Linked DNA regions of Mus musculus: all the other regions are linked to region 1. Evidence: chromatin contacts called from public Hi-C, HiCAR-type and HiChIP or PLAC-seq data. All regions are on one chromosome and are shown on one strand. Each heading gives the region's core, a stretch centred on a gene start, on an enhancer-like site or on the middle of the called end of the contact. The rest is flanking DNA. Distances are from core to core; before and after follow the strand shown. Region 1 holds the start of 1810058I24Rik (RIKEN cDNA 1810058I24 gene). Region 2 holds the start of Chchd3 (coiled-coil-helix-coiled-coil-helix domain containing 3). Region 3 overlaps Creb3l2 (cAMP responsive element binding protein 3-like 2). Region 4 overlaps Creb3l2 (cAMP responsive element binding protein 3-like 2).

Evidence for each region. A called contact is a pair of places that touch in the nucleus more often than the background predicts. HiCAR-type assays count read pairs that join an accessible place to other places. HiChIP or PLAC-seq counts read pairs in DNA pulled down with a chosen protein or histone mark.
Region 2: a contact with region 1 is called in a Hi-C map of regulatory T cells, with 5 times the contacts expected there. The contact joins the promoter of Chchd3 here to the promoter of 1810058I24Rik in region 1. A contact is called at or near these places in 3 of 484 Hi-C or Micro-C datasets (CD4 T cells and regulatory T cells).
Region 3: a contact with region 1 is called in an H3K27ac HiChIP or PLAC-seq map of extraembryonic endoderm stem cells, with 8 times the contacts expected there. The contact joins the enhancer-like site here to the promoter of 1810058I24Rik in region 1. A contact is called at or near these places in 5 of 39 promoter capture datasets (the 3T3-L1 cell line, hippocampal neurons and liver) and 2 of 115 datasets of contacts at active chromatin or transcription factors (astrocytes and extraembryonic endoderm stem cells).
Region 4: a HiCAR-type map of astrocytes shows a contact between it and region 1, with 4 times the contacts expected there. The contact joins the enhancer-like site here to the promoter of 1810058I24Rik in region 1. A contact is called at or near these places in 2 of 39 promoter capture datasets (hippocampal neurons and liver), 2 of 115 datasets of contacts at active chromatin or transcription factors (astrocytes and extraembryonic endoderm stem cells) and 1 of 9 other capture datasets (embryonic stem cells).

The regions. Positions count from the first base shown.
Region 1 is chr6:35,250,706-35,254,288 of GRCm38.p6, forward strand. It overlaps 1810058I24Rik (RIKEN cDNA 1810058I24 gene), which reads left to right and starts at 2,005. Exons shown (of 3, transcript NM_001384235.1): 1 at 2,005-2,077. The coding sequence starts at 2,063.
Region 2 is chr6:33,058,407-33,061,989 of GRCm38.p6, forward strand. It overlaps Chchd3 (coiled-coil-helix-coiled-coil-helix domain containing 3), which reads right to left and starts at 1,854. Exons shown (of 8, transcript NM_025336.2): 1 at 1,594-1,854. The coding sequence starts at 1,674.
Region 3 is chr6:37,397,273-37,400,855 of GRCm38.p6, forward strand. All of the region lies in intron 1 of Creb3l2 (cAMP responsive element binding protein 3-like 2), which reads right to left. Among named protein-coding and RNA genes, the nearest start is that of Gm33275, 19 kb to the right of the region's middle. Within about 2 kb of position 1,824, at least 85 of the 459 cell types and tissues checked have an H3K27ac peak or open chromatin away from gene starts, as enhancers often do. A contact at or near this core is called in extraembryonic endoderm stem cells and liver, where this site is marked.
Region 4 is chr6:37,328,315-37,331,897 of GRCm38.p6, forward strand. Creb3l2 (cAMP responsive element binding protein 3-like 2) reads right to left here. Exons shown (of 12, transcript NM_178661.4): 12 at 2,707-3,583. Among named protein-coding and RNA genes, the nearest start is that of Dgki, 30 kb to the left of the region's middle. Within about 2 kb of position 1,802, at least 50 of the 459 cell types and tissues checked have an H3K27ac peak or open chromatin away from gene starts, as enhancers often do. A contact at or near this core is called in astrocytes, where this site is marked.

The DNA of each region.
Region 1 (3,583 bases), core at 755-3,254:
GAACTCAGAAATCCGCCTGCCTCTGCCTCCGGAGTGCTGGGATTAAAGGCGTGAGACACCACTGATCAATTGATCAATAATTAAGAAAATGCCTTGGGGCTGGATCTTAGAGGAGACACATTTTCTCAATTGAGACTCCTTTCTATCTGATAACTCTAGTTTGCACCAGACTGACATGAAACTAGCCAGTGCATTGTGTTATTATTATTTTTTAGGGGTAAAAGTGATTAAATAAAAAATTCAGAATGCCTCACCCCACTTTCTCTGCAGCTATTAAAGTACACTGGGTTATTTTTTCTCAATTTAAATACATTTTAGTATGCCAAACCTATTGACCTTTCCCTTGGTGGTGTGTGATCTTTATGTTTTATTCTATTTTTTTCCCCTCTAATCAGCTCTTTTGTCAGTTTAGCAGATGAGTTGGGAGGAGGGAGAGAAGTAATGAGGTGGATGGATGGAGAAACACAGAAATGGAGGGAAATTCTGAGAGAGGGCTTGACTAGGGATGGTGGAGGAGAAAGTTGGTTGGAGAAGAAAGGGAGACATAGCTAGAGGCAAGGACATCTGGGAGCTCAAAGAACTTGACTTTGATTGAGCTGGGAGAGAGAGAGAGAGAGAGAGAGAGAGAGAGAGAGAGAGAGAGAGAGAGAGAGAGAGAGAGAGATATTTTCCTCTTTTGAGGAGGGGAGAGGCAGCAGAATGAGATACAGGGGCCCAAAGGGCAAAGGAACAAAAGGTTCGGGTCTTGGTTAGGGTTTTACTTTTGTGAGGAGACACCATGACCAAGACAACTCTTAGAAATGACAACATTTAATTGGGGCTGGCTTACAGGTTCAGAGTTTCAGTCCATTGTCACCAAAGTGGAAGCATGGCAGTATCCAGGCAGGCATGGTGCTGGCAGAGCTGAGAGTTCTACATCTTCATCTGAAGGAAGCCAGAGAGCATCCTCAAGCTGCTAGGAGGAAGATTTCCAAGTCCATCCCCACAGTGACACATTTCCTCCAACAAGGCCACACCTTCTAATAGTGCCACTCCCTGGGACGAGCATATGTAAACCATCACAGTTCAGGTAACCAAAATGGCTGGATTATATAGGGAAAAGCCTCATCGGGAAAAGCAGCCCAGCCCCTGAACTGGTGAGTTTAGGGTAGAGGGCTGCATGTGCCAGCCACACCCTGTAACAGGCCGGGACTGAGGGATGCTGGCGAGGACCAGGAGGCCAGGTCCACTTTGATATGTTAAGTAGTCCTCTGCCATTGTCCCAGGGTTAACAGCCCCACTAGGCGCAGCTGATTTGTTTTTCTGTTATTTGAAGCCAGAGTACCCCTTAACTAGATAAAGGTCAATTCCAAAGACTGAGAGCAACATGAGAAGGGTGGTTTCGATGTGCTTGTGTATGTGGGTGACCAGCAGCGCGACCGGACAAGAGTGGATTCATCTTTGGCTCCTGCATGGTAGATGATTCGCGCTCCACTTGAGGAGGAAGTAAACTTCAGATAGGTTGCTGGTGGCTGCCAGCAATCGCTACTTGGATCCAGTCGTGCCAGACTCCGCAGACCTCTCTCCATCATCTATCACGTGGCTGAGGACTACCCTTAACTAGGCTGCATAGCACACTTGTGGGCTTTTGTGAAATGGAACCTTTTCCCCCTTTTCGTCTGAGAGTCGGCTGTGGTGGAGATTAGTGTGGACTTCATAAAGGCTCCCAGGAGAGTGAGTTGTTCACTTGGCATGGCACCCGCTACCTCACCCCCACCCTGGTTTAGTAGGTAACACAGCCACGTCTGACTGTATTAATACAATTGCCAGCGTCCTTGTCACCCGGAGGCTTTGGTTCAAAGAGGCCTAGGTTTGCACCTCGCCCTCTTGCTTCCCGAGATGGCCGTCAGAGGGCGCTGCGGCTCCGCGAGTCGCTTCCGGGAATGGAGAGGGCGGGGCAGGGCGGGGCGGGGCGTAAACCGGAACCTGGCAGCGGGTTCCGCCCTCGCGCCGGGGAGGAGTCCCGGAGCCGAGCTGGAGCTGGAGCACCTCTCACACCCTCCTCGCCCTCCCCACCGACATCATGCTCCAGTTCCTGGTGAGTGGGGCCTCGGAGGATCGGGCCTCGCGGTCGCCTCGTTCCCCCGGGGTCCCGGGTCGGCGGTGCACGGCTCTGCAGTTGGGGCTCGTCGCCCTCGGGTTTGCTCGCGCAGTTTTCCTCTGGCCTCCTCCTAAGTCCTTGGGTCTTTGCCTGGGTTTGTTTATATGTAGTCCTTCAAGTTCCGAAAACTTTGGGGTGTCAGTGATATGACTGCGTTTTCAAAAAACCACTTACTGTGAGCTCTTGGCGAAATCTTCGCGGTAAGTTGGGTCGGAGGAGTCATCAAGATGACTTGGCTCCTGTCCTCTCCACGCGACTTCCCGTAGACCCCCATCTATTATATACGGCTTATTTGAGGCCTCAGAGTGCCTTTCACACGCCGTGCATTAGTCAGCCACATCACGAGGTCGCAGCGAGAGATCCACAGTGCCCTCCCTCTTCAGACCTTTACAGATTGCCCGCTTTGAGGAGTGAGTCAGACTGCCCTGCGAGTAACTCTTGTAAAAACCTGCCCCTCCCCACACCCTTTCAAGTCTCCTTTTTGAGTTAACACGTTTTTCTGGCAAAAATCAAGTATTTCTAAAATTGCCTGTTGAGGATTCTAGGAAACTTGCCAGTCAAATTTTCAGATGAAAGTTTTCAAACACTTTCAGATGAAAGCGTTTCATCTTCGAATTCTAATAAAGCAGATATCTTCTTTCTTTCCCACGGTCAGTGGCTACCTGGTGCTCCGAGAATGAGTATTGTTTACATAAAACTGCCCTACAAAGACTCAGTTGCCTCTGGGGTTTCTCTAGTGTCCTAACTAGGCCTTAGTTTAGGAGGTAGGAGTAATTAGCAGTAATTTACTTGTTAGGAATCACTTTTAAAAGCAGCATCAGCCAGCTAGTGTAAGGTGATAGGATTGGCCCTTCCACTGCATTTGCTGTTCATTGATAAGCAGGGAGAACATTAAATCGATTACACTTAACCTTTTAAGTGCTTTGCTGAATGAGGCTACCTGGTGCGGGACTAGCGCTCTGTACTTAAACATGGGTTTTGATTGGAAAATTCAAAATTTTCAACATTTATGGAGAGATGCTGAAGCCGACCATTAGATGCTTAGCTAGGATGTAACTGATGTTCCTTCTCTTGCCCTGGGTCTGTCTCCTCTTCATTGCTTTTGTTGGGAAAAGTGGAATCAGATGTACAGAGATGGAATCAACTTTCCTCTTGTGGAACTTGGTCAAACACTGCTAGTTTCTGCAAATCTTGCTTTTTACATTAGCCGTTTCAACTGTTTTCTAAATGGTTAAGAGTTTAGACCCTATCTTTAATCTCAAGGTGTGTGTGTATGTGTGTGTGTTGGGGACGTGGGGTTGGGTGGGTGTTGGCCAGGTTATTTAAATTTTCTATGCTTCAGTTTGCACCTCATGAGGTTTCAAAAGGAGCCAAGATGTTGAACACGTAAACACTAAATCGTGGTTGAGATATACTGCCCTGTCTCTTCTGTAAGGTATCAGA
Region 2 (3,583 bases), core at 604-3,103, 2.2 Mb before region 1:
AGCTGCGTACAAATCAAAATAAGCCTGCCTGGGCCAGGACTGTAACAACAGAAATAAAATGTATCTGAAAAAGGAAATTTATGTCAAGTTGTATGGCTGAAAGACATAGTTGGGTTTTTCTTGTTTTGTTTTGTTTTTAAAGTTTACAGAAGCTCTTTAAAACAATCTTATCACTTGAATGGAATACATATCCCTGTTGCCCTGCCTATCACTCTACCCTATCTGATATTGTATCTAAATCTCTATGCTGTGCCCAAACTCATACAGTTTGTGTCACTGGCCTGTCTGTGATGAAACATGAGGAGAAAGACTTAATGCATTGTTCTAAACAGTTTTTTCATCTGAAATTTACTTTCCTTTTTTTTTTTTTTTTTTTAAGTTTTCAACATTCTAAGCCTTTTATCGACTTTCTTTTCCTTTCTTTTTTGGTTTTTTTTTTTCCCTCCACCTCTGTACAAAACTCAAGTATGCAGTAATTCTTATCTTACTACAAAAACTACCAACTAAACCACAGCAGGCAAAGGGCTCTATCACTAGTAGAGTGAGAATTGCTGGTCACAGACTCAAAAACTCAGTTCAACAGTCTGGGGTTTCTAATCAATAAAACTTTAATAAGTTCTTTTCAAAGTAACAAATTTCAAAGGAAAAAGTTTTCAAGCAGTTGAAATGTTTTTAAGTTTTTATTTCCTTGTAACTCTTACATAGTTAATTAAGAGTAGTTGTGTAAAAGCAGTAGACAGAAAATATAAAGTACTCTAAAACCTTCTGAAGTCATAGTGCTCTATTTACTAGATACAAGTAAGTGTACTTCCCAAAGCATGAAGCTCCAAAGTCGAGGCAAAGGAGAATATTAAAGTTGTTAGTGTGTATACTAACGCCCTAGAGGAAATTCAAGTTTTCAGTTCATGTATCAAGTACATGCAGAGGGCATTTAATAAGTCTCTATAACGATCCCTTAGAAGTTGTCTCAGTTCTACAACCTTGAAGGCCTGCAAACCGACCTCCGCCCCTAGCAGGCTGGCAGTTATAGGCCTGTATAGTCCAACTGGGTCAGGTTCATAACTTGGGCCAACAAACCACAGGGGAGGCGCCTGGGAAAACGAAATTATCAGGTGGAAGGGAAAGAGCCAGAAGCCAGAAATTAGCAGCAGGGTCAGGAATGACTTGAATGGTAATACCAGAAGAGGGGCAGGGAATAACAGAGGCAAAGAAGAGTAATCCTTAAAACACCAATTCACTCTGAGAAAGAACTGTGCGTGGAAAAGAAGGGCTTGGGTCCTGTACAGGAGGCACACGGACCAGCACAGTGAAGCAAGAGTTTTAATAAAGTCCTGCAACTAGTGAGCAAGGACGACCGTGGTGACCCGGCACCACCACCCCGGCACAGTGCATGGCTCCTGGCACACAACCAAGAACTTTCTCTGAATGGAGGTTCGGAGTCTTGAAACTACGAGCTTCTTCCCAGAGACCCAGACTTCTAGCGGGACAGCAGGGCGGGCCGAGAGCGGAGAAAGCAGGTGCAGCTGTCCCAGGCACATTTCAGCGTTGGGATCCGAGGTCAAAGGCTGCCCTCCGCCCGCCCACGGCACTCACCCGGATGCCCTTCACCACGGTGATGTTCTCGTTCTCGTCCGCCTCGAAGGTGACCCGGCGGGTGCTAGCGGTCCCGCCCATGGCTCCTGCTTCTGTCCCCGCAGAGTCTGGAGCGTGGACCTACGAGCACGTCAGGACCCACGCGCACACTTGCGCGTGAAAGCCCTGGACGCTTCTCTTGCAGGGCAGGAGCAAGGCCACGACCCCAAAAAAGAAGCAAGGAGAAGGCGCCGGTCCCAAAAGCCCGCCTCCTCCGGTCACGTGCCAGAAGTAGGCCGCTTCGGGTTAGCCCGAGAAGCAAACTGCCCGCCTCTTATCAGAAGGTGCACTAGGATTGGCTGGATTGGACCCGGATGCTATGGCAACAGGTGGTGCTTAATAGGGCTTCCGGAGCCTCTGAGAATAATGGGAATTGTAGTCTCGATCCGGAGCGATAGGTGCTGTGACAGGTCTCACTCCCTAAACTGTAAAGTGAACCGAGCATTCTGGGAGTTGTAGTCTTGACAGCCCTGAAGGCCTCCTTCTGGTCTACTTTCAAAAAAGTTGGTTCACCCAACCAGCTTGTTTTGCAGTTGACTCTAGAACCTTAGGTAAGTTAGGTAAATACAGGCTCTCAAAGCTAGATATGGAAGATGCACTCCCCTAAACAAACAACTTGTATATTCCAATTCACAAACCTGTAACAACTAAACTTAGCATTTTGCCACTTAGTCTTTTAAAGGGGCCGAGACTACATATGCCTATGTTCCTATCTTATGACTTTGGTATTTGTCAGTCTGTATGAAATGCAACTTTTAATGTAGGGCTTTCAAATCTACATGCAAAAATGCACAGGAAAAATTATTTACACAAAGATACAGACAGAACACTGCTTCTCGTGTTTGTGTCTCTTATTCACTTACATAAGTTAGATCACAGGATGATTAGACAGAGGAAAATGGTCCGTTCATGGAGGAGTTATAGCAGCGTTAGACAAAGTAGAGATGATCTGTTTTGGAAAGTTTCTAGCTTGGTACTTTACCTCCAAGAAGTCTAAAAATGTTAGGATAACCACACACACAGTTTCAGTTTTGTTGTTATTTGGTTATTTGGTTGATTTTAGGGTTTTTTTGTTTTGCTTTTTTGTTTGTTTGTTTGTTTGTTTGCTGTCAAACACTGTTGCTAAAAGTACAGTATGATCTTAGATTTATGGAGCCAGAGAAATACCCTTTCATTTAGAAATTAGATGGATGGGACTACTGATGTAGCTCAGTTGTCTATGCAATGCCCCAGGCCTGAGCTATGTGAAGGAGGAGAAAAAACAAGAGGGAAGAAGAAGAGTGGGGCAGAAGGGGGATGGGAGGGGAGGGGACAGAACTAGCTGAACAAAAATACCTTTTTCAATTTGCCCTTCTCAACATTAAAAGACAGAGAATACAGCATACCATGGCATCCTCCTAGGCCAAAGGGATCCACAATGTTGAAGAAATATTTTTGAGCTTCAGTTATTTGTCAGCATGTCAGAATCTGTAGCGCAAGACACTATGTCCCTCCCGCTGCTATATCCCAGCATATAGCAGCAGTGCCCTTCATCTCATTGTGTCGTTCTTTTCAACACATGTGCTCTAAATCACATGATATTCTCCTGCAGTTCTGAAACTGCCTGCCCCTGTCTGCGTCCTCCCATTACATCACAGTTGAGCTTGCTTCTCTTGAGAACCCAGATACACAGGGATTGCCGTTCCTTACATCGGGTCCTCCCCATCCATAAACACAATCACCTCACTTCCTACCCCATAGACGGCGTGTATTGAAGGGTGTTTCATAAAGCAGTTGCTCGGTCTATATTTACAAAATTAGAGGCTTCCATACGGAGAGTGAGGAGATACAAATAACACTTGTTAATGAGGATGAAGACCAAGGCTGAGAAGGCAATGGATGCCTTCCATCAGAGCACCAAAAGCATCCGGTGCTCTCCTCAGCAAAGGACCCAGAATACTTCCCAACTCCT
Region 3 (3,583 bases), core at 574-3,073, 2.1 Mb after region 1:
TGTGAGATATAACAGGACAAACAACTATAATGGGAGATGTGGTAGGACTGTCACATAACATGGAAAAGAGACCCAATCAAGTCCATAAAAATTCCCTTTCCTCCCCATAGCTGAACAATGAGTCAGCTCACCTCAGGGTCCAGAGACCATCAAGGACCCAGGTTATCTCAAAAGTCAAGGCAACACAAACAAATTTCTCTCCTCCAGATAGCAGCTATCAAAGTTCAGCGAGACAGAGCCACTTAGCATGAGACGGCGACCTGTGGTCTTTGCCATTGTCAGGCTGACCTTATGACGCTCTCTGGTAGCTGGGTTCACCTGCTAACTTCACATAGAGTCTTTTAAAAGAATCTCCTGGGTTGAGAATGAAGCTCAGTAACAGAGAACTTACCTAGCATACCCATGGCCCTGGGCCCAATCCACAGTATGATAAATAGAGTTTTAAAATCAAGTATAAATTCTGTAAAATGTCCTTATTAGGTATAAAGAACCATATAGTATCATGTAATTGCGAAATTATCATAAAATGGGGAATCTTTATATCCCTTGTCGAGTACCTCCAAGACTTGGCTACTGGTCGGGATCCTGTGGTTCAAGCCATTCCTGGTACTGTACTTTTCCCTTGATGTGACAGGTACCACACTAGACCAGTAGCTGTCCATCCCTTTCATATTTGTCTGTCATACCAAGTGAGTGTTCCTGAGCCCCTGACTCACCAGGGGACACAGAAAACCTGGCAACATCTCCCTCAAGATTAGAGGGGAAAAGAATCTAAGGGAATCTTCCTCTGTGTGTACTCTAGAACATTTGTGTTTAAAAGGAAGAAAGTCAATAGTGACATCAGGCTAAGGTGTTTACTGATGCAGAAGCCAGGGTACACGGACGATGTGATAACGGTTCGATTGGGAGTGATCCTCTCCAGGCAGAGCAGCTGGGAGACAAAGGTCGCTGTCTACACGATGATTCATTCATTTTATCTAGGAAGCCACCGAAGAGCTAGCTGTCCACTAAGGCCTAGCCACGGAAGCATGACGAGGAAAATGGCTAAATATATTATTTTAATAAATCTTTACAACAGACATATTAGTTAGTCAGTTTACCAATGAGAAAGTGTGAGCCCAGAAAAGATCTACAATGGGCCCAAAATTGTGCAGCTCAGAGAGGGGCAGAGACAGAAAATGAGCATCTATTTCCCTGAGTGTAAGAACCACATTTTCCCACGAGACCATCCTTCCGTGAAAAGTTAGAGTTCACAGCTAATTAATTCATCCTTCATGTTGAAGGCATGGGTGCAGCATGAACATCATGAGCACGTACAATTTTGAAATAAGTACATAGAGAACCATGTCTGTCTGTGTCGAGTGGGCAACATGAGCTACGATTTTCATGTACATCTATTCTTACCAAATGATAGTGAGCAAAGAAAGGGGCAAGACTCACTATCCAGGACAGTGGGCAAAATACTTGCCAATTATTTTAGGTAGAGGCAGGTATGATTCCAGTCAGCTTATAGCTGCACTGTTTTCTGGGCAGCTAGTCCACAGCACATGAAGCTCCCTCCTAAGTGAAAGGCAAATGACTGCCCTCAACCTTCCTAAGACATATGGGGCTGTTTCTTACCTACCTCGGCCTTTTCAGCTACCTCCTCCTCGGGCTTTCAAGAGTTGGCTCTGTGAATAGAGCTGCATTCATGGCAAGCCACTTACCATACTGTCAACCATGTAGCACCAGTCAGGAGGACAGTGGGACACACTGTACTACCCACAGACTCCGTATTTGTGACTCATTTGCTTGCTAGGGTTTACTTGCCACCCCCCCTCCCAGTGGGAGTCTCTTGCGAGTCTGTGCAAAGCACGGAAAACTGAGGTCACTGCTGCTCAGGCTCCGGGTGCCAGCAGCCTGACTCCATCCTCACACCGGAAACGGTGTCCTCTGCGGGGTCTGTTCAGTGTCGTGTTTACACATCTGTGCACTGTCGATGAGTCAGTCTGCTGTTTGAAGCAGCTCCAGGCACAGTTGTGAGGTGCCTTTGCTCCCCAAAGCAAGGAGATGATGACGTGCCTCACAGAAACCATCCTTAGGCTAGATAAGTGCCATCCAAACAAGGTATGGTGCTCTGGACCGTAGTCCAGTGTAAACAAGCCAGCAGAACTCATTGAATGAGGTGTCCCTAAACAGATGCACACACTATTAAGACTATGTATCAACTGGCTGATAAAAATGCTGGCATGAGAGGCTTATGAGAATCTTCACATTTCTCTCCTCTGCTATTAGATAGTTCAATGACTTTGTGGGACTTGCTATTTTGCAAATAGCAAGAAGCGATTACAGGGAAAATCTACATATCCTTATTGTCATTTCTGTGACTAATACCCTGCTAGGCGTCCCCCCCCCCAAAGGCAATTAAGACCATCTGGGAAACTTGGACATAGTTTGTTGTCTAAGCCCTGCACATCCTCTGCGTCTGGATTTCTATCTCTTCCATGATGCACCTCCTTCCCCATCTCCTGGCTGTTGATTCCAAACCCCTCCCAGGCCCCCAGCAGCCCATATCAAAAGCCAGCTCCAGAAGTCGGTGCCTATGCCTACCCTGGGGTCACAAAACCGTTTTATCATCCACATTTGCTCTTGTCATTATCTGAAATTAACATTTATCTGTTCTGGACTTTATTATCTGACTCCTACTTTGTTGACTGTTTGACAGTGACCCTACCCCACCTATAAGGGAAATTCTGCGAGTAGGAGGTGCTTAGTCAATATTTGCTGACTTTACCAACACTATCCTTTCCTGGCATCTCTTTCTCCTTTGACCCCAGGTCCGGCCACAATCATTTAGTTCCCTGCCCAGGAGTTTAAGAATCCTTGAATCATTTAATAAGAACTTTGAAGGTGTGCCCACTGGTGTCTCTTGACTCCATCATGATTTGTTTCCTGGGAAGTAACAGAATTCAGGGTTAGGGAGTTTGTCCCTCTAAGTCACTGTAACTGCTTTTAAAAGAGGATTAGCTCCTAGTGTTGCTCTGCTGAAAACCTGCGTATCACTGGGCTGATTGATGGCCACTCCATATAACACATTCCCGCATCATGACCAACTTGGGGCACCCACCTTCTCCCGTCACACACACTCAAGCCTGGCTGAGCTCCGAGTAGCTGGCAGATGAATAATGGTGTCTGAAATTTTTCTGTTGGTTTTGCTAATGTTCTTTAAAAAGGGCCAGCAATTTACAACACAGAGTCTCCATGGAGGGAAGTTGTGGAAGAGGAAGGTTTGGGTCATCTATGACCATCCTGGATTGTTGACTACAGGCACATGGAGGTAACCCCATGTATGGGGTTCTGGTTTGACTTCCATGTACCTTAAGGCCAGGATATATACAGTGATCTATTTATAACACCAATCTTAATCAGAATGCACCTGTGATAGAAAGAAAGAATGGAAGAAAGGAAGAAAAGAAGGAAGGGAAAAAAGGAAAAGTCTTTACCCAAGCCTGTCTTCACATGGTGTCTAGGCAACTGTTGATGCAAACTAGCTCAACAAACAGCAGGCAGCCAGACAACCAAGTAAAGGAGAGGTCTTCATGGC
Region 4 (3,583 bases), core at 552-3,051, 2.1 Mb after region 1:
AGTGGCTCACTTTGAGGGAACCATCCCCAAGCCTACGGAGAAAGCCCCCACCCCCAACTTCAACCTAATACTAGCTAGTAATATATGACACCTTCCAGGGACAGGGGATCTCTGCCATCCTGGATTCAGATACAAGGCACATCAGAGGCATGAATAAGTACTTAGGAGAGAGAGAGAGAGAGAGAGAGAGAGAGAGAGAGAGAGAGAGAGTGGAAGGAAAGAGACCTAGCACTAGTACTTGAGTCCTCTGAATGACTACTAAGACTTGTTTTCCAAGTCCTTTTTTATTCTCCAAGATTTCCTCGGCCTTAGGAAACCTGTTCTTCCTTTGTAAAACCGAAAATGTCTAAGGAATGAATGAATGAATGAACCAGAATCTGTGTCTGGCTCCTTCCAGTGGCCTCCTTACTGCTCTCTCCACTCTCTCCTGTGACTGCCTTTGTGGGGTGGAAGCAGAATTTATCCTGGCGGCTCTGCTCTCTGCCTCTGCAGCAAGTGCTCTAATGAAGTGGTTCTCGCTAAGACCCCCGCCGTTAATGGCTCCACAGGTCCTGCCAGGCTGCAAGTGGGAGTGCTAAGCTCTAGTCCAGGTTTCTCAAACACTTGGCTCAGCGGAAACAAATTAGCAACTAAAAGCTTTTTCTCCCATTTCCACCCCTCGTGTTGGCAAGAATCAGGCAGATGTCCACTCCTCAGGTGGGGACAAGATGTCTCCATTTCTCCATGGGGGCTTGCGCACACACTTCACAAGGCTCAGAGGCACTTCTAATTCTGTTCTGCTTTTTCTGGGTCTGAGCACATGGGACGTGAGGGGACACGAAGTGCTGCAAAGAATTTTAACAAGACCTGTAGTGAAAAATGATGGACACAGATTCTGTACCAGCCGGAAGAAGAAAGCAGTCCGATATCCCTGTTGTATGTGGATAACAGTTGCAGGGGCTCTGGGGGCACCCAAGAGGAGCTGGTGCTTAAGACGGGGTGTCTATTAACCTGGTGTGTATAGTTTGTAAACAATGTGGCCCCAAATCTGTCTTCCCAAGGCATGGAATCATTTCTATGAACCGAATGGTTATCTAATTTTGCCTGCACTCATGTTAGATCCCACCCCCACCTCCTGCCAGGAAAGAGCAACTGAGTTCAGCTGTCAAGATTTTTATAGAACACTCTCTTTGCATGAGCTACACTGCAAAGTCCTGACACTTCAGAGGCTCTTCCTCAATGCTGGCGATGGTGATGGCAATGACACCTCCATTTACAGGACCCAAGTTGGGAGCTGTAAAGGGGGTGGGGGGAAGGGGCAACTGGGTTCCTCAGGTCTCATCTAGGGAAAAGAGGCCTTGTTCTCTACATCTTTGCAAGACATCTCCATCACTAAAGTGATTTTAAAAAGAGTAGTGGGGGTGCTGACCTGTTTACAAGGTAGAAAATATAACCAGCGGAATTTGTTCTGGCTTCTCTCTCTAAGTCTAGCAGTCTTTTTTCAAAACTTTTCAAAATTTCAGTCCAAGGTGTTGGGTCAACCACTATTTAAAACCTTCAGACATAACCATAAGGTATTGACTGGTTTGCAGGACAGCTCAGTCAGTGGGAAAAACCAATATCCTAGCCTTAAACTCTGAACAAAAAGTGCACACATCCACTAATTGCTCGCAATCCATCTTGTCTCATGCATCTCTGCTGGGTCCCTTGACTCTACTGAGCATCCCAGACGGCAAGCCAGCAGCAGTAAAGGGCAGAGGGTTTTCTCATAGAGTGGCAGTGTTGGTTGCCGAGAGCTCCTTTAAAGGGCTGTTTGAGTTCTCTGGCTTATGTCCCATGTCTCTTGTTACAGATTCTATTCTGGATGGCTAATTTCTCAGAGACAAAGGGCCCTGCTGTCTGGAGACAGTGACACCCAAAAGAGTAGGTAGAGAGGAAAATAAAGTCCTCTGAGAACTAAGGATGTGACTGGACACTTCCTTCTTCCTCCTCCTGCATGAATGGGGTCTCGACCTCAGCTCTCCAGGGACATCAAGAGACCAAGGTTCAGCTCAGCCAATGCACACATCAGTCTAAATCCCCATTTCAGCTCTCTATGGCAAACCCTTCCTCTCTCATCATGCAAACATTGCCTCACCCTAGGATTTTTCCTGCTTAGGCTCTTTTAGGCATTTCCTAAGTTTATGATGTATAAATATCTGGCACTGTAAAGAGCAGAATGGGCCAGGCCAAGGAAGATCAAGGGAAGAGAGAAGAGAGAAGAGAGAGAGAAGAGAGAGAAAAGGTCACTAGCCACCCTTTTTGTATAGCCCTGGCTATACACCACCCTGTAAGGGAGGGTGGCAGCCCCTTAAACAGGAGGGCTGCCAAGATCACAGTGGCCCTGAGCTTGGCCATCTGCCAGCTGGGAATCCACCACGGTAGGGAGGGAGGAGTGGGGGAAAGGAACATTCCCTAGGATGCCCTGAGCAGACCAAGTAAGGAGCTACTCATGGGGCATGACAGCAAACACTAATGACACCAAATCCTATGTGTGACATAGAAGGCAGGGCCATAATCCCCTTTATACAGGCTCTAATGATCTCAAAGATGATGAAGACAGAGAGGAGAGAGGGAGAGAGAGAGAGAGAGAGAGAGAGAGGAGAGAGAGAGTAAAACTACAGGCCTTTTAGCTGCTGCTAAAAATAAAATACAAAGTGTAAGCACATTTCTTACATAAAATCTTTTACAAGCTGGGGGTGGGGGTGGGGAAACACTTTAAACGAATCTTCTATCTTATACAATAAACGAGCAATTTCCATTTCTTATTTGTATGAAAGAGGAAAGGATTTTTTAAACTACAATTTTTACTTTTTAATCATAAAAAAAAAAAACAACAACAACAACAACAAAAAAAGAGTTTAGGGTTTAGTTATGTCTCTTTGGATGAGCTGCAAAGTATCCAAACCTGACTGTAAAAGGTACCACTGTGGGTGTACAAAAATGACCAACTCCAGCCCCAATTAGTTAAGGCAGGTGGATGGAGGGCAGAAGGGAAGGAGGAAGGTGAGGGAGTGGGGTAAGCAGGTAGGCAGGACAAGCTAGCAAGGGTGTCAGCAACGCTCATTATCCTGGACAGGGCTTTCCTTCTGTGTGGCAGGACCAGAGAGAGGAAGCCATGGAGCCTAGAGCCTGAGTCAGAAGACAGTATCCACCATTCCCATGTATTCATCCATCAGGGGACACATGCCTAAGTGGATTCCGCAACAGCGATGATGTTATAGGTCCCCAATTTTAAAGAAGAAAAGGGGGGAAACAAGGCATCAAGTACAAAGACTAGGGTCCTAGATTCCGGGGACTCTCCTGTTCCAAAGGCCAACAGAAGACTTTGCTGGTTGAAAGGGGAAATCTTTTCACTATGGCCAGCTGGGAGCTTGAGCAAGCTAATAAATACTATTTACAAATGGGGAGGGGAGGCCAGGGAGACAGAGCTATTGTCCTGTGGAGATGCAGGCTGTGTATGAGTGGGTGTGGGGGTGTCCTACAAACAACACAGTGGGCAGGAGAGCCTGGGAGAGAAGAGCCTGATGCCTTCAGGAATTGCACTTGCGGCCTGAAAATATGG